6 separate regions of the Mus musculus genome follow, and all the other regions are linked to region 2. The links are chromatin contacts, called in public HiChIP or PLAC-seq and promoter capture Hi-C maps. All regions are on one chromosome and are shown on one strand. The core of a region is the stretch at or near the end of the contact, and the rest is flanking DNA. Distances in the headings are between cores, read along the strand shown. Region 1 has its middle 17 kb from the start of Galnt12. Region 2 holds the start of Tbc1d2 (TBC1 domain family, member 2). Region 3 holds the start of Anks6 (ankyrin repeat and sterile alpha motif domain containing 6). Region 4 holds the start of Foxe1 (forkhead box E1). Region 5 holds the start of Galnt12 (polypeptide N-acetylgalactosaminyltransferase 12). Region 6 overlaps Anks6 (ankyrin repeat and sterile alpha motif domain containing 6).

What was found. HiChIP or PLAC-seq counts read pairs in DNA pulled down with a chosen protein or histone mark. Capture Hi-C pulls out chosen DNA fragments and counts their contacts.
Region 1: an H3K4me3 HiChIP or PLAC-seq map of bone marrow-derived macrophages shows a contact between it and region 2, with 4 times the contacts expected there. The contact joins the enhancer-like site here to the promoter of Tbc1d2 in region 2. A contact is called at or near these places in 5 of 115 datasets of contacts at active chromatin or transcription factors (acute myeloid leukemia, bone marrow-derived macrophages, epiblast stem cells and 2 more).
Region 3: a contact with region 2 is called in an H3K4me3 HiChIP or PLAC-seq map of forebrain, with 5 times the contacts expected there. The contact joins the promoter of Anks6 here to the promoter of Tbc1d2 in region 2. A contact is called at or near these places in 16 of 39 promoter capture datasets (the 3T3-L1 cell line, 3T3-L1-derived adipocytes, the C10 cell line and 11 more), 1 of 484 Hi-C or Micro-C datasets (bone marrow-derived macrophages), 15 of 115 datasets of contacts at active chromatin or transcription factors (bone marrow-derived macrophages, cardiomyocytes, craniofacial prominence and 10 more) and 3 of 9 other capture datasets (adipose tissue, liver and macrophages).
Region 4: an H3K4me3 HiChIP or PLAC-seq map of embryonic stem cells shows a contact between it and region 2, with 11 read pairs. The contact joins the promoter of Foxe1 here to the promoter of Tbc1d2 in region 2. A contact is called at or near these places in 1 of 39 promoter capture datasets (cranial neural crest) and 2 of 115 datasets of contacts at active chromatin or transcription factors (embryonic stem cells and large pre-B cells).
Region 5: a contact with region 2 is called in a promoter capture Hi-C map of adipose tissue. The contact joins the promoter of Galnt12 here to the promoter of Tbc1d2 in region 2. A contact is called at or near these places in 4 of 39 promoter capture datasets (the 3T3-L1 cell line, hippocampal neurons, liver and 1 more), 4 of 115 datasets of contacts at active chromatin or transcription factors (acute myeloid leukemia, bone marrow-derived macrophages, embryonic forebrain and 1 more) and 1 of 9 other capture datasets (adipose tissue).
Region 6: a contact with region 2 is called in an H3K4me3 HiChIP or PLAC-seq map of craniofacial prominence, with 5 times the contacts expected there. The contact joins the enhancer-like site here to the promoter of Tbc1d2 in region 2. A contact is called at or near these places in 8 of 39 promoter capture datasets (the 3T3-L1 cell line, 3T3-L1-derived adipocytes, the C10 cell line and 4 more), 1 of 15 datasets of contacts at CTCF or cohesin (hippocampal excitatory neurons), 2 of 484 Hi-C or Micro-C datasets (bone marrow-derived macrophages and cerebral cortex), 26 of 115 datasets of contacts at active chromatin or transcription factors (T-cell acute lymphoblastic leukemia, bone marrow-derived macrophages, craniofacial prominence and 18 more) and 2 of 9 other capture datasets (adipose tissue and liver).

What each region holds. Positions count from the first base shown.
Region 1 is chr4:47,073,711-47,076,410 of GRCm38.p6, forward strand. No RefSeq gene overlaps it. Among named protein-coding and RNA genes, the nearest start is that of Galnt12, 17 kb to the right of the region's middle. Within about 2 kb of position 1,446, at least 23 of the 459 cell types and tissues checked have an H3K27ac peak or open chromatin away from gene starts, as enhancers often do. A contact at or near this core is called in bone marrow-derived macrophages and pancreatic cancer cells, where this site is marked.
Region 2 is chr4:46,648,802-46,651,501 of GRCm38.p6, forward strand. Tbc1d2 (TBC1 domain family, member 2) reads right to left here and starts at 1,398. Exons shown (of 13, transcript NM_198664.3): 1 at 868-1,398. The coding sequence starts at 1,233.
Region 3 is chr4:47,056,052-47,058,880 of GRCm38.p6, forward strand. It overlaps Anks6 (ankyrin repeat and sterile alpha motif domain containing 6), which reads right to left and starts at 1,255. Exons shown (of 16, transcript NM_001356426.1): 1 at 898-1,255. The coding sequence starts at 1,229.
Region 4 is chr4:46,342,051-46,344,965 of GRCm38.p6, forward strand. It overlaps Foxe1 (forkhead box E1), which reads left to right and starts at 1,594. Exons shown (of 1, transcript NM_183298.2): 1 at 1,594-2,915. The coding sequence starts at 2,144. Gm12446 (predicted gene 12446) reads right to left here and starts at 1,431. Exons shown (of 6, transcript NR_165272.1): 1 at 1,289-1,431.
Region 5 is chr4:47,090,617-47,093,498 of GRCm38.p6, forward strand. It overlaps Galnt12 (polypeptide N-acetylgalactosaminyltransferase 12), which reads left to right and starts at 1,307. Exons shown (of 10, transcript NM_172693.4): 1 at 1,307-1,712. The coding sequence starts at 1,357.
Region 6 is chr4:47,028,069-47,030,988 of GRCm38.p6, forward strand. Anks6 (ankyrin repeat and sterile alpha motif domain containing 6) reads right to left here. Exons shown (of 16, transcript NM_001356426.1): 11 at 2,596-2,783. Among named protein-coding and RNA genes, the nearest start is that of Anks6, 28 kb to the right of the region's middle. Within about 2 kb of position 1,318, at least 9 of the 459 cell types and tissues checked have an H3K27ac peak or open chromatin away from gene starts, as enhancers often do. A contact at or near this core is called in craniofacial prominence, where this site is marked.

The sequences.
Region 1 (2,700 bases), core at 196-2,695, 420 kb after region 2:
CCTCCCAAGTGCTGGGACTACAAGTAGGTACCATTGGTCGTGCCCCCCCCCCCCCCAGTGCCTTCTTCCTGGCTTTGCATCACTGCGTTCTGGGAATACTCAGCGCTTTGTCTCCCTGTCTCCTCCAAAGTTAAATAACTCAAGCCAGCATTGGCAGAGTGTCCAACAGGTAACCCCTGGGATAAACCGAGGAGCAAGCACCTTGACCTGTATCTGCCTAGTGTGTGGTTCTGAAGCCACAATGACCCAGGTCCTCAGCAAGACTTGTCTCAGTGTTCACTGCAAAAAGGCTTCACAGGCCCGAATCCTTCCCCTGTCCCTTTGAGATGTGTATTTGCCTCCCACTTAAAGTCGTGTATTCAAAGCATCATCATCAAGATGAATGTGGTGGCTCACTCAGGAAGCTGAGGCTGGAGGATTGCTCACACACACACAGACACACACACAGACACACACACACACAGACACACACACACTCACACACACACACACACACAGAGAGAGAGAGAGAGAGAGAGAGGAGTGGGGGGGAAGAGGGATGGAGAGGAAGGCAGGGAGATAAAAAGACAGAGGGCTGGAGAGATGGCTCAGCGGTTAAGAGCACTGACTGCTTTTCCAGAGGTCCTGAGTTCAAATCCCACAACCACATGGTGGCTCATAGCCATCTGTAATGAGATCTGATGCCCTCTTCTGGTAGGTCTGAAGACAGCTACAGTGTACTTACACATAATAAATAAATAAATCTTTAAAAAAAGAAAAGAAAAAAGACAGACAGAGAGGCACTCCATCTCCCTGTAAGCAAGAGGCCTCACCTGTACAAACTGCAGTTAGGTTCAGTTCACCAGCCTCCTCCTTCTGCTGCCATGGCACACTGTGGTGACACCAGTGCTTCCTAAGGTTGTGTCACTCTGAGACTCTGACATTTGCTTCTTAGCATGTGCTTAGACCCTAGCATGGTGCCAGGAGCAGAGCAGATAGGAAGTTTTTCCTGGCGGTGAAAACGTAGCTTAAAACATCTCATTTGTTCCGATTCGCTATTGTATAACAAACCATTTCCAAACCTCACACCCACCATCTCTTCAGACATTTAGATTCTGGGTCTGGGAATATGAAAGAAGCGTCTTTCTCTGCTGTTTCTATTTCATCTCTCCAGCTTCTCTCAGGTTCCTGAGGCAGGGATTCCTGCGGGGGACTGTCTCTTCAGGATGAGATGCAAAACTACCTTCAAATGGAAAAGATTCTCAGGCACCAGCTAGAGCTTTAGAACTTAATGGTCAACAGAGCGCCACTCACCCCCCCCCCAACTCCTCACCTCATACCCCCACTCTGACCAAACTGCCTGCCCAGCCCAGTTCCTCTTGCCATCAGAGTGTGGGGCTGCACTCCCTACCTCTGTGAAGGCTTTCTGGGGCTGGGAGATGACTCACTCGGGAAAGTGGCTGCACTGAGTACAATTAGCTAGTTCCAGCCCCTCCCTTTGGCTGTCAGACTATTGACACAATGGATCTACACCACTGCCACCCAGGCTTAAGACCTGTGGCCTCTTTTTGGGGGGACCCAAATCCTTTTGACCTGAGGACGCCCAGAGAAACCTGAAACCTCTACCTGTTCTTCCAGCCCTGTGGCAGGAAGGAGGAAATTACCTGTACTCTCTTCTCCTCCCCTGCCTACTTGAGGTTGGTTGGGCCTGGGAGGGGGAAGTAGTTCCCTTGATGTCACAGAGCTGCTCTGTGTGTGTGTGTGTGTGTGTGTGTGTGCAAAAAAATAATTAATTCCTTCCTTGTTCAAGGTTTATTAGTTCATGTCCCCTTCTCTACCAGTAACTTGTAAAAATGGAAGATTCAAAATCCTTTTTTTTCTTTAGTGAAGCCACAGCCCCTTACCAGCCTGTTGGAAACTACTTTAAGGTATGAGGGTACTGGGCACTTTTCCATCAAATATTGGGAGGATGAAAAGAGACAGTCAGAAAACCTATCAGCTCACCCGAGGTAGGTCAGCTTACTCAAGGACCTAAGGGATTGCCCACCAGCTTTCTGGAAAGGCTTTATGCGACATTATCAGATATTTACTCCCGTAAACCCAGATGTCCACACCCTAAGACAGTGAGCCACTAATATTGCCTTTGTCAAGCAGTCAGCCCCAGACATGACAAGAAAGCTCCAGAAATCAGACGGATCTGAAGGCATGAGTAGGTCTCAACTTCTGGAAATTGCTCATAAAGTTTACAACAGCCGAGATTCAGCAGCAGACAGACAGGGAAAGAAATTCACTTGTTCTGTCATTGGTGCCCTTGGTGAAACAGACACAAGAGGAAATGGGGGGGGGATAGACCAGGAGAAGGGGTTCAGGGACTCGCCAGCATCATCTGATGGGGTCCCAAGAAGTAGATCTGTTGGAGTTTAGACGAAATTAAGCACAAAACCCCCTGCCCTGAGGAGGAGTGAGAACAGGTCACAGAAGGCCTTTTGGAAGCCCCCCAAGCCCTGGCGTACAGAGTATCATCCATGGAGTGTCCCTCAGATCACATGCCTAGGTGACACTTGGAGGAAGGAAAGCAGATGCTTTCTCACCACCATGTTTCAGCTGTCCTACAAATAATCCCTGTTTCCACATTGGGGGGGGGGGCGCGGGGGACAAGTGTGGGAATTTCTGGGAGTGGTTGAAAATTGCTGGCTATGGTTAATGGGATTTGCTGAGTTA
Region 2 (2,700 bases), core at 148-2,647:
AAATAAATAAATAAATCATGTGCTGAGGGACCCTGACCAACAGCACTTGTCTTGTGGAAGGAACACAAGACCTAAGCCCACATGACCTCTAAAATGTCCTTTCTTGTTTAAAAATTGGATTCCAGCCTAGCCAACTGGCCACACTGCCAGGAAAGGAGAACTACACCTCCCGGCATCCTAGTATCTGAACAGCTGCAGGTTGAGGACATAGGGAGACAGAGACCAGGCAGTGGAAAGAAAGACCTTCATCCTTGCACTCCTCTGCCTAGAGAACTAACCTAAGCCCACATCCATCTTCCCAGACAGGTAACAGGACACTTCCCCTTAACATGATAGATAGGTTCTGACCTGTGGCTCCATCACTCCGTGTGTGCATACGTGTTTATTCAAAAGGCATTTACTAAGAACTCACTAGTTCAGGCATGCCTGGATGAACAATCTAGGCCCATCAGTGAACTTACATATTTTCCTTCCTAATCCCTACCCATGTCTGCATTCCCTCCCGTTGGCCAAAACACCAAGATATGAATCAGATCCTGGCCTCAGCGAGTGCAACCACAGTACCCTGACTGCTTCAATACCAGGTTTGATAACAGCACTGGAAGATTCCAAAAAGTGAGCCACAGCATTGTAAATGCCTGGGCTGGGCCATTCCCTTTTGTCTATGAATCAGTTTCTTAATGCATAAAAGGAGTCCCTCACCCTTGCCTGTGGGAAGGCAATAAGGAAATGGTGTGAAAGCTAAGTGGGACAGCTCCAGGCTCTGGGGCACTGACTGGATGGTGATCACCGTCCGGGTTAATTTGCGGTGGCCATGCATTGGCCCTGAAAACTAGCTCGAGCTGTAAAGTGCGGAGTTCCACTTACCTTGAGGGTAATAACCCGGCTGGGAGTCTTGATTTCAAAAGTGCCCTCCTCCTCAGCGTCCGCCTTACAGTCAAAGACCGCACTGGAGAGATCGATGCTGTCCAAGGGGTTTGCATCCTGCGCGGTGCGCGAATAATACAGGTGGCACTTCCTCTCATCGTAGAAGAACCAGCGGCATTTCCAGCCCTTGATGGGTCCTTTGCCGCCAAACTTACTTAAATACCCACAGAGTTTCTTAGGGACCGTGTCTAGAGGCCGGGCGCAGCCCTCCGAATCCCCGGGAGATACCACCTCGGGCTCCCTGGCCAAGCCCGGAGGCTGTGTGGACTCCGAGGAAGAGGGAGTGCGCTCGGGGGCGTCCTCCATCGCTGCTGGCCCGCTGCACAGGCCTGCGGCACTGGAATGCGGGAGGTCCGACGGGCACCTGGGAACCGGCGATACCTGGCTGGGGCGGAGCCGGTCCGGTCCAGCCCCTAGAAGAAGGCGGAGAGCACCCCTGCCGGCGCCGGAGAGAGCGCCTTAGACACTTGACAGCAAACTCAGCGCAGGACGGCAGGCCACGCCCCTGTCACGCGAGGACCGCCCCGGGTCCCGCCCACCAAGCCAACTTCCGGCTTTTCCTCCGCGCTGTCGGCCATGTTGCTTCGTTCGCCCGCGGCGCGTGCGGGCGCCTCTGTTTAAAAACAAGGCTTTTTCTTTCTCCGAGGCGCTTTAAGCGTGGGGAGGGATGCAGGAAGCCAGGCCAAGCTACGTGGCCGTGGGGTTCGCGTGGAGGCGCTGGAGCATGGCGTCCTCTCCAGCCGCCACTCTACGGGTGCCGCGCGAGTCACCGCGGGACGGCGCATCGCGCAGCCATTGGCCGAGCGCTCCGTTTCCGATCCTGAACCTAAAAGTTTGGAAGTTTTCCCAGTCACCTCCCGCGATCGCTCTGGTCGGACACCACCTCCTCCACCACCCCTGCCTCGGCTCGCATTTCACCTTACAGCCCCAGTCGCCTTACCTCGGGCGCCTTGTTGCACTGGCGGGAACGCGGAGCACCGCGAGGACAGAGCAGAGCTTTAAATAGCAGGGCTAGGATCCAACTGATTCCCTCAACCTCCTGCCTCAGTTTACCAAAGCGCCCCGAGGCGTGTTTCGCCACTAGATCGATACACCTTGTTCTGGTTCACCTCTCTTCTGGAGTCTCATCTTTCTTGCCGGTTACTTTGCCCGTCACCTCAACTCCCTTGTGCGATCCGTTTACAGGCAAGGGTTTTTTAGTGGAAGTATGGCAGTAGCGACCCTCTCTGAGTACCTGTATATTTTTAAGATTCTCTATCGTTGAGCGACTTTGCTAAGGTTTTCTCACATAAGGATGGGCAGGGCTCACACCTACCCTTCCCTCCACAACAAGAGAATTTATGGTGAAACTAAGGAGCCCTCCTAGACTTGGAGAGGCCACTGGGCGTTGGATTTTGTAGATGGGGAAGGTTACAAATCAGTATTGTCTACTAAATACCAGGCGCTCGCGCGGGGGCGGGGGGGTCTTTTTTATTGGAAACAGATTATTTTCTCATCCCAAATCAACATTGGCCATCGTACCTCTGTTGATAATTTTGCATTTTTAAGAAATCCTTCAGTACTTCCTTGATCCACACCTGTCTATCCTCAGAACTGTTTTTGATAGTATGCCCGAAGCTCCAAATACAGAAGGTAGAAAAGGGTGAGTCTTCATTAAATGTTGGCTGCAACTGAAAGTCAATAAACGACTTAAAAGCTGTAAGCCACCAAGAGGACAATAGGGTGTTTAGCAGAATTCACACCACTGAAAACTGGAAAATGCTACAATTAAAT
Region 3 (2,829 bases), core at 5-2,504, 410 kb after region 2:
CTCTTTTCTTGTTTTTTTACAGCTCAGTATATTTATACGAGTCAGAAATCTAGAGATGGATTTTGCTGCCTCTCCCAACCCCTTCGCAGGGTCACACAACCACGAGGATCAACTTCAGGTTTATCCAGGCCACTAATTGTCTCTTCCTTGGCTGCTGTCTTCCTAGCCAGCCTTCCTGACTCTGGCCCATCTCTCTGCCTATTCTCACAGGTGCTGAATGTAACTTACCCGAAACAAAAGTCTGTTCCGGTCACAGTGCCCTGTGCCTTCCACACTCCTGATCATCCTTAGATTGTGGGTTTCTGTTCAGCCCCAATCTGGCACCTACTTTCTTCCTCCAATGGTGGGCTTGTCTCCAGCCCCCTCTGGGTCGCAGCATCCTCCCAGTTGTCTGACCACCTTTCATCACTATGTGTCTGCAGTGTGCTTGTTCTCCCTCGCTTCCTCGTTTTCCGGTCCTGGATAACTCTTACAAATCCTCGAGTCTTAACACCTCATTTCCACTAAAAATCGCCTCTATTCCTCCAACTGGGTCAGCTACTACTGTCAGACCTTCCAGATCAAGAATGCTACTTTATTTACCCACCCACCCCACTCATATCCCCAAAATAGGGACTTAATTGGATCCCAGTTATCTATTCGGTCAACCCCCAAAGCCAGGGTGAGTAGACAGATTCTTAGGAGACCCTTGATGCAAAACGGAATGAATGAACGTCTAGAAGATGCACTCCGCAGCCTCCACACTGTTCAGAAGCCAAAGTTTCTAACATCCCTAATCTTGTGTTTCTGAAACCGCCCTTTTATTTCCATCATACAGATGACCAAAAGGCAAAGCTCCAAGTCTGCCATTCGCACTCTCACGAGTCCCGGACTCTCTCCTTCCCGGTCCCCGCTCACCTGGCCGCCTGCATGAGCGCGCTCCAGCCGTAGTGGTTGCGGCTGTTGACCGAGGCTCCGCGGCGCAGCAGGAACCTTACGAGTGGCTCGTGGCCACCGGCCGCCGCCAGCTGCAGCGCCGAGTTGCCCGCCTCATCGGAACAGTCCACCGGCACCGGCGCCCCGGCCTCCGCTGCCCGGACCGCCTCGGGCCCTGCCGGCTCCGCTCCCGCCTCGGGCCCCGCGACCGGGTCCGCGCCTGGCTCCAGCAGGCGCCGCGCCGTGTCGGTGTCACCCTGCTCGCAGGCGCGGAGCAGCAGCTGCAGGCCGGGGGCCAGCGCGCCCTCGCCCATCGCTGACCGCCCGCTCCGCGCCGCCGCCCGCTCCCACCCCGGGGCCGCGCGCGTGCCCGCCGTCCGCAGGCCCGCCCCCTGGGTGCGCGCGCGCCTCCGGGGTCGCGCCTGATGGGTACGCGCGCGCAGGGCCCGCCTCCCGCCTTGGAGGGTGGGCCTGTGACTGTGCGGTCACTCTTCAGTCTTCCTGTTCGTTCCTACTGAATCCGACCTCTGGGCCTAGCTTAGAACTCATCTCGCATCTCTACCGACCCCAGACCGGCCCGCATTTCACTAGCGCTCCCTAAACAGTCGCAGGCTGAATCGGGACGAATGGGTCAGCCCCGTCGTTTGCCGGAGCAGCCCTGCAGTGCTGAGTTCTTCATCTGTGTCAAGCTACCCGCCCATCTATCTCTTGTTTTTGACAGGGGGGGGGGGGGGTCACCACTACCGCAGTAACTTACATGTTACAGATAGAGATTTTTCTAGCCACACCCCAGACCCACTGTCGGAAACTCAGTGTGGGACCAGCAACTGTTCTGGTCCCAAGCCCTCCTGTATATCACACAAACAGTAGGAACCACCGACTGGTCCCCAGGGCAGTCCTTGTAGCCACCCTAGAGTTTCAGATGATTATTCCAATCTACAGTAGACGAGTGACCGGGAAGGTTGTATGTTGCTATAGTCTGCACAGATCTGCAGGCGCTGCTGTGGCTAGGACTCAGGTCTTCTGACATCAAGTTCATCTCTCTTTCCGGACTCAACAAGTATGTATTGGATGCCTGTTAGTGCCAGGCACAGCTCTTCGTGCCGCGAACGTTTGCAAGATAGCATCTCTGCCTTCTAGGATCTGACCCACCCATACAGGCTATAAAGATATGCTGTGGTAATAAACTTGGCTGCTGAATGGTAGTTGAGTGCTGTTGACACAGTAAACGGAACATGAATCCAAGCAAAATCGGGTAGAAGGTGGAGCATTGTTTCATAATTGAGCCAACAAGAGAATTACTGAAAATATAACACTTGCAAAAACCTTAAGGAAGAGAGTAAGCCATGAGGACATTTTGGGGAAAAGAAGCTAATTAAGCAGAAAGCAAGACGCAGTTCACAGCATATGTGTCCTTACAGCATGGACACTTCCATAGGAAGAGACAACTGGTTTCCCTAGATGGTTAGTAGTGCCCGCCCAAACCCAGCAAGAAGCCAGACATACAAGGCAAGGCTGTTACATGTCCCAACAGTGTGTCATGATAACAGCGTAACTGTTAGGTCTGAGGACAGTTATTGAAAGTGTCCCCTGACTTCCACATTTGTTGTATGGCATGCACAGGCACACACACAATAAATAAATATGTCAGCTATGGTGGTGCATGCCTTTAATTACAGCATTGGGAAGCAGAGGCAGACAGGTCTCTATGAATTTGAGGCCAGCGTGGTCTGCATAGTGAGCTCTGGGCCAGCCAAGGCTATATAGTGAGTCCTTTTCTCAAAAACAAAACAGAATAACAACAACAACAATAATAAATATAATTTAAAATAAACAAATAAAGTGGAAAGCTGTGTAGGAAGATATTCGACATTGACCTCTGGCTATCACATACCCACATGTGGTATATGCCCA
Region 4 (2,915 bases), core at 344-2,843, 310 kb before region 2:
TAGTAGTCAGAGGACTACCAGGAGACATTCTCAGTCCTTGGCTTTGTGGAAAGCGCCGGCACAGGCCGAGCCACCTTGAATGCCCATTTACAGCCTTTTAGACGCTTAGAAGATTTGTATAGACACAAGAATGTAGGGATTCACACTGAGATAACCGCTCAGAATTTAAAATCTGGAAATACAAATCTTGGAATATGGAGAACCACAGACGTTCCTAATCGTATAATTGGCTTAAAGTTTACTCTGGGGGGAAAGAAACGTGAGAAATCTAGCTTCCCCTGGCTTCTTTAGGAGCGAGGGGCCGCAGCAAGCAGGAAGCCCCTCTGCATTCAAGGAGCTGGGGAAGGTCTTCAAGCAAGGTCGACTGCAGGAGAGAGGATCTGTGCTCTCTGCCTCTTTCTTTCAAAGGCAGCCACCCAGTGCTCACTGAAGAAGAACGCAATAAAACCAGAAGGCTGGGCCACCCACGTTAGACCTGAACCCTCCACAGTGTGTCTCTTTCCAGTCCGGCTCCTTACACAATTCCCATGCTCAGGAAAGGTACTGGCTTCACCGTGAGGATCTTAAGAACCAAATCTTAGATTCCTGAGTTGGGAATCTAACGTAACCAGTTCCAAAAGTGGCCAGAAAGCGAACCAGGCAGGTGGGGCTGCGCCGCTGGGAGTCCCTCTCTAGCACCGAATCCTGCCAGAGGAAGGCAGAAATCGGACATTTTGGAACAGTCTACACACACACACACACACACACACACACACACACACACGCGCGCGCGCGCGCGCGCGCACGCACGCACGCACACACACGCATACACCAGTAGAGTTGTGCACTGACTGCAGCATCCTCTCCCAAGTCTTCACTCAGACCTCTAGAGGCGGCTGGCCCTCTCTGGCCCCGTGGTAGTGGAGGGGTTGAGAGGCGGCGACTGCAGACAGCAGGAGCCAAGTCTTCGCTAACCAGGCATTCTCCTGCATATAGAAAAGGGTCCCAAGCCACCTAAGGACCCTGATGCGGCGAGGAGGCTTTCCCTAAACACCTCTTGAGATACAAAACTTCGGGACAGACCAGGAACCTGGTAAAGCGACTCCCTGTGGCACTACCTCACCACGAACTGAAAAGCTTACTCTAAAACAGACGCAGGCTGCAGGCACCGGAGGGCAGCAAAGTTGCTGTAGACCTGGGAATCCTTGTCTGAAAATGAATTGCACCAGAGATTGGGCCAGGTAGCCTAAACCTGGATTTGGAAGGCATCCCAAGAATTAAACGCGCCCCACTTTAGTCCAGTTCTTACCCTCTCTGAACAAGAAAATGCCATGAGCCCTCTTTCCACGTGAGACACAACTTTTCCGCAAAGACCGATTCAGGAGCGCTGGGCCGAGCTCCTGGAGTCTCAGTCTCCCGCTTGGCGCGCAGAGGGGGCCAGCCCCCGAATCTCCAGGCGCCCTCCCCGCTCTGACGTTTTGGGACTCCAGCCGCTACCTGGGGAGGTGTGCCCGTCGCGGGGGTGGGGAAGGGGGGAGTGGGGGGGGGCGGGCAGGGAAGCGGCTACGCCCCGCGTTTGCTGGCGCCTTTAAGGAGGAGAAGCCAGCGGAGGGAGGAGCTGGCCCAGGTGTGTGCAGGAGAGCGCCTCGCCGGCCGGACTCCGTGCTGGAGTTCAGAGCCGCAGAACGGAGCACTTGCTCGCCACCTGGCCCGGCCCGCTCGCCCGTCTCGCCTCTCTGCCCTCCGCTTGGGTTGTACCTTCCACCGTAGGGGTGCGGCATGGGCGGCCCCTGCAGGGGTGTACGGTGCCCCCACTGAAGGCCCTGGCACGAGACCCCAGCCTGCAGCCTCCTCTACGCGCACCGCCTCGACGGTCATCCTCAGACCCGCAGGGACTCCCAAACAGCTGCCGCCACCCCGGCCTTCGAGCCACGTCCGGACCCCTTGATCGCCTGGCACCAGAGCGCCAAGGATCCTCTGGCCGGTGCCCCACAGGAGCCGTCGGTGGACTCAGCGCTCCAGACCCCGAAGTTCCCTGCCCTCAGCGCTCTCGGTGCCCGCTGCAAAGCCCCGGCGTCGGCTCCCGTGGGATCGGGATTGCGGCCAGAGCGGTCGTCTACAGCTGAAGACGACGGGGGGTACGGGGGGGAGGGACCGCGGCGCCATGACGGCCGAGAGCGCGCCGCCTCCCCCGCCGCAGCCCGAGACGCTGGCGGCCGTGAAGGAAGAGCGCGGTGAGGCGGCGGCGGCGGGCGCGGGGGTCCCGGCGGAGGCTGCGGGTCGCGGCGCGGGAGGACGGCGACGCAAGCGCCCCCTGCAGCGGGGGAAGCCGCCCTACAGCTACATCGCGCTCATCGCTATGGCCATCGCGCACGCGCCCGAGCGCCGCCTGACTCTGGGCGGCATCTACAAGTTCATCACCGAGCGCTTCCCGTTCTACCGCGACAACCCCAAGAAGTGGCAGAACAGCATCCGCCACAACCTCACCCTCAACGACTGCTTCCTCAAGATCCCGCGCGAGGCGGGCCGCCCGGGCAAGGGCAATTACTGGGCGCTCGACCCCAACGCCGAGGACATGTTCGAAAGCGGCAGCTTCCTGCGCCGCCGCAAGCGCTTCAAGCGCTCGGACCTGTCCACCTACCCGGCCTACATGCACGATGCAGCCGCTGCCGCCGCCGCTGCCGCTGCCGCCATCTTCCCGGGCGCCGTGCCTGCCGCAAGGCCGGCTTACCCGGGCGCCGTCTATGCGGGCTACGCGCCGCCACTCGCCGCGCCTCCGCCGGTCTACTACCCCGCCGCGTCGCCGGGGCCCTGCCGGGTCTTCGGCTTGGTTCCCGAGCGGCCGCTCAGCCCCGATCTGGGCCCCGCGCCGTCAGCGGCCGGCGGCTCGTGCGCCTTCGCGGCTGCGGCGGGCGCGGCGGGCACCGGGAGCTTCC
Region 5 (2,882 bases), core at 57-2,556, 440 kb after region 2:
GTGTCCTGTAGTATCAAATGCTTAGCCTTAATTTAAGTCTTTATATAAAAATAAGCAAGTCCATCCATCTTAACATGTAAACGGCTTTCTTTTATTAATAGTAAAATTATATGTATTTTAAAGATTGTTTTAAAATGAGTTTCTTTATGACTTACTATAAGTAAGTGGTTGATTTATATACTGGTTTTATATACATATACACCCAGAATTACACAAAAACTTCTGCCGTGAAAATGTGCTATTAGTGGCAAAATTAATAATAATAATAAGCCATCCTGAAAACGCTGCAGTGGCTGAAGGCTTCAGGAAGAGTTGGTAAGGTGGGGCAAGGCAAGTGGGTGCAGGAACAGAATTTGCAAAGGCACCAGCCTAGCTTGGCTCCTTCCTCCCCCCACAACTAAAGGTAAAAGTGGCAGTTTGTGTAAATTACTGAAGACATTTTATTCCTAAAAGTTAGAGGCCAGCCTGGGCTATGTAGAAAGTTTAGAGTCAACCAGGACTACAGAGTGAGACCATATTTCAGTCAACATCAGGGGCTGGGGCTGGAGACACTATTTAGCTAGGCTTGGTACCACTGACCTGTAATTCTAGGACTCAGGAAAGGAGGCCAGCCTGGGTTACTTGAGATTCCGACTATGATACAGCAACACATTTTTGATTTAAACTTTAAATTTAAAACTTTTATCTGTATGCATGTATGTATACACAAGTGTCTATATCACACGTGGGGGTTGGAGGACAACTTGAGGGAGTCCTCCTTTCACCATGTGGGGATGGATGGAACTCTGTCCTTCAAGCTTCGAAGCAAGGGCCCCGTGGCTCCCCTTTTCTCCTATAAGCCCTGAGCCAAACCTGATACATTACAGGAAAGGATGGTGTGTGTGTGTGTGTGTGTGTGTGTGTGTGTGTGTGTGTGTGTGATGGGCCTGCGGAGTGTAGGTGTCCCTAAAGCAAAGACTGAAAAACATAGCTTGGAAAACCATGGGCTCCAGTTAGTTATTCTAGGCGCCACTGAGTACCGCACAGAGCCGCCTGCAGCTTTCATGAGTCTTGGCCAGCACATCCTGAACACGTAGTGGCTAAGGTTAAGGACCTTCCATCCGGGATAGTGCTAGTGTCACGTAAGTTCAAGGAAGGGTCCCCATAGCGCCCAGAGCGCTGTGCTCAGCCCACACTCACGCCGCAAGGGTCGCCAAGCTCTCTGCTCTCTCATGTGGGCACAGGCAGGTGGGCGCGGGAGGCAGCAGCCAGGAAGAGGGCGGGGCGCAGGTGGGGCGGGCCGGGGGCGGGGCGACCGCGGTTCCGGGATCCGGGTCCAGCCTCGGCCCGAGGCCGCGGGGTGCAGCTAGCGGGTGCATGTGGGGGCGTGCGGTGAGGAGGCGCTGCCCGCGGGGGCTGCGGCGCGGCCGGGAGGCGTTGCTGGCACTGCTGGCCCTGGCAGGGCTGGGCGCGCTGCTGCGGGCTCGAAGCAGGTCGGGGACGGTGGACCCGGGACCCCCGCGGACTCCTCTCCCCGGGCGTCACGAGCCAGTGCTGCCCAGGCCGCCGCTGCCCGCCGATGCTCTGGGAGCGCATGGGGAGGCGGTGCGGCTGCAGCTGCAGGGCGAGGAGCTGCGGCTGCAGGAGGAGAGCGTGAAGCAGCACCAGATCAACATCTATCTGAGCGACCGTATCTCGCTGCACCGCCGACTGCCCGAGCGCTGGAACCCTCTGTGAGTAGTCGCGGAGCACTGGCGCGTGGGACGCAGCATCCTTCTCGGGAGGAGGTGGTGCAGAGCGGGGGTGGTGGTGGGGCGTATCTAGAGGGCGAAGAGGCGGGAAAGTTAAAAAAAAAAATCAGAACGAACCTAAGAAAGTCAAACTGGTAACTGAGTGGTCCCTTGAATCAGACACCTCAAAGTTGTCATTCTGTCGGGACAGGGTGAGATTCGAGTTAAACACACTGAAGAGACCCCTACTTCGTGCCTGTGGGGGCAGTTAGGACTGTGGGTGTGGCTGTGACTCCGGAGAGCTGACGGCGACTAGCACAGGGCTGACCCCATTCATTGGTGTGGGTGTGCTGTTGCCCAGGGATAGAGCAGAGCCATCGAGATGCCCAATGGCCGTGCCCGAGGCCCGGAGCCGCCTCCCTTTCTCTCTGGCTGTTGAAGTCCTAGCTTTGGGTGGAGGGCGGTGGGAAGAAGAGGTTTGTGGGAAGGGCGCCTGTGACTCTTGAGTCCAGCCGAGCACACTCTTGTAGGTGGTGCAGGGCAGATCCTGTGTAGTCAGAGCCTAGTTCCTGTTGAAGCTGCTGGCTTTTCAACAGGTGAGAGACAAGGAAGCAAACACCCGCAGCAGCTGCTGCTGCCACCTTTACCCTCAGTCTCCCAGACGCCTCCACCCTTTAAATTTGTTACAGAACTTTTAGTTCCCACTTGAGCTCGGTAGATTGCCTGGAAAACAGAACTCAGAAAGGGGTCCTGGTTAGAGCCACAGGGCCAGCCTGGTGTGATTATCAGGCGCTTGCCACATTCTACTCTCCAGGCCTTGACAGTTCTTTTTTTTTCCAGTTTGGAAATGGACTCAGAGGGCATAGGCAACACTGACCTGCGAGAGGATGAGATGCGGTCTGCTGTGCCCCTTCCTCCATCAGGGAGAGTTTAACAGATTTAACTGAATTTCTCTCACCTACCGCAATGGCTTTGCCCGAAGCCCTTTTCACTCTCTTTCCGAGTCAAAATTGCTGGGATTGGCAGGGATTCTCCACTCCTACCCAGTGCCTCAGGCAGCTTCAGCTCTTTGAAAGGTCAGGTCTTTTGCTCACTAGTTCTGCGGTCTCCGACAGTGGGGTTCAGTCTTTAGTTGATTTGGCCTCAGTTTCCTTGTTTGCCAACTAGGGAACC
Region 6 (2,920 bases), core at 68-2,567, 380 kb after region 2:
CACAGGCTGTAGCTGTAGGCACCCTCTGTATAACAGCATCCTGCATCCCCAGCAGGAGGGCGCTTAGTCTTTACCAGCAACTATGATCCTGCTATACCAATTTTACACCTAACTCAGGAATCCCTTCCATAGCTGCTTTGTGTTTTAGCTTCTGTGCACCACAAACATGCTAGTGTCCTAGAAAGCGGGAAGAGGGTGTCAGCTCCCCTGAGACTGGAGTTACAGATGCTGTGAGTCACCACGTGGGTGCTGAGAATCAAACCTGGGTCCTCTGGGAGATCAGCCAGTGTATTTAACCACTCACTGAGCCATCTCTCCAGCCCCTAGATTCTGAATGCTATGTGTTTTGTCTGCATTTCTTCCTTCGTTTGTTACACGGTGTGCCACAGTCACTGATTTTATAATGCTGAATCTAACTGGCATAATGAGCCCATCAGTTAGAAGGGGTTTCCTTTTCATCCATCACTGTACTTAACTGTGTGGAAGATTCTAGAGTTTATGAGGACTACCGGGGCTACATTCTTTCTTGCAGGATCATAAAAATCCACCTTGCTCCCAATTTTAGGGGATAGAGAAAACATATAGCAAAATACAGGGTCATTAAGATACAATAATCACCAGGCACGGTTCTGCACATCTTTAATTTTAGCACCAGAGAGGCAGAGGCAAAAGTATCTCTGTGAGTTTGAGGCCAGTCTGGTTTACATAGTGAGCTCCTGTCTCAAAACAAAACAAATAAACAAACAAACAAAGCCCTGTAACAGTCCCAAATATGTGTGGAACTTTAAGTAAGGAAGAAAGTGACAGCTTTGGAAAGAGAAATGACCTGACCCTCTGTCAAGTTACAGATGTTACCACACTTCTAAGTGGCTGGTGGAGTCAGCAAATCAAGAACACATGGACCACACCACCCGCCAACCACACCAGAGTGACATTCACAGAGCCCCCTTCCCAGAGGCCGCAAGAGAACACATGCTTTTCTTAAGTGGGGATGGGTTGCTCATACTCAAGGGCATAAAAGAGACCTTGACACACTTACAGATAGGAGGAAACAGAACGACTACAGCAGAGCTGAGCTACGCCTCGGTAACAGGAAATTTCCTGGAAAAACCTCAAATGACTGAAAAAATTCAAACAAAAAGAACTAACCATGGGTCGGGAAAGGAACTCTGATCCAGCTGCTGACCGAAGGTTTGGAGTGAGCACACGGAGCCCTAGCTCTGGGTACAGAGGGAGCTGAGCTCTCCTACAGAGATGCAGAGGGAGTGCCTGGCTCTCAGTCACCCTTGCTGCTTTCCCAATGGTTCAGGCTTCCATGATTGGTGAACAAGTCAGAAGCCAGCCCCATGCATTACCTCACCACAGCAGTGAGCTTCCTGCTTTAAAACGAAGGACAAAATGCAGATCCAGGAGGCTCTAGTTTTGAAGACTAATTTCTATTCTTCCTAGGGGAGCCATTGAAAAGCACTTTGTGTCTTCTTACTCCTAGAGCCCACAACAGAGAGGCCATTTCACTGTCCTCTGATTGGGGCAGTGGTTTCTAAGAGTGGTGGCTAAGCTGGACTCTCTGGGGGCAGGAACTGATTCCCCAGACCCTACCCTGAGGGTCAGGGCAGCAGGAAGGCCTGGAGAGTCACCTCTATACCAAGCGTCTGGAGACCCCGGGACGGGGTCATTCTCCACCGACTGTCTCTGGGACACATCTTTTGGCAGCTAACCTCTTCTCATCAGGATATACCTGCATGTTGTTACAGTTGACACACACAGTAGTGTGGTAACAGTTAACAGCTTACATGCCTGTTTCCAACATCAGTGGCAGAACACTAAATGATACTTAGTACGGTTAATGAAACCCTCAGAATAGAACATTTTAGACAACAAAGAAGAAAACTATTTCAGAAGCCCTCAGCTAGTAGACTTATTTTAATGGGTAGCTGTGAGTGGCCAAGTGGAAAACGTGAAAAGAGAAATATACTAATTATATAACTTTTTATATCTTATAAAGAAAATGAATCAAGATATTGGAGGAGTCTATAGCTGAACTCTAAAATAAACTTAATTATACAGGTCCTTCGTATAAATAATTCTGAACGTAACAGAAATAAACCCAATGTGTCGGGGAGAAGCTGCTGGAACTAAATTATAAAAGGAACTTAAAGGATGAGGTTTTGCTGTGCAAGGGAGTTGGGATAAGAAAGCTGTGGAGACAGCAGTATCCGGGCAGAACCGGACTATTTCTCACACATCTGCTAAGGCGCAGACCTAGAGCTGAGGACCGTGAGAGGTAGCTCAGTGAGCTGTGGGTTAATGCAGCAGGCTGCTCCTGGCCCTGGGGTTAACCCTCCACTGTCAACAGAGAACAGCAGGGACCACAAGCAAGTGTGCACCTGAGCCCCTTCCAGCTCCCCATCCCCCACCTCCCACCCCTGCCACGGAGAAAAGGTGAGTGAACAAGGGGCCTGCAGAAGCAGTCAGACCTCTGCAGGAAGTTCAGGAGTGGCCATGACTGCAGTGCCAACCCCTGACATCCCAACTCTGCACGTGGGTCACAGGAAAGCACTGTACAGGTGTCACAGGCATCCAGAGAACAAGCACCTTGCTGCTGGAAGGGCCACTGGAAGAGCCACTACCACTGCTCGGGAGGGAGGCTGGGAGCTCAGGCGGGCTGGAGCTGGTGGCTGGCCCCACGGGACTGGACTGCTGGCGGGGCTTCTGCTCACACAAGCCGGCTGCTTTCTTCCTCTGAGCAGCGATCTGGGACAGGACACTGTCTACGCTGCCACCTGGGGAGACAGCAGTGAGCATTGTGGTCAGTCCTTCCCGCCTCATGGTGAATTGTGAGCTGTTTCAAGGTTCAGGCTTGTAAGAGTTCTACACAAGGGCCCAACGGGGCCGAGGGAGAGCCAAGTGGCATAGTGAG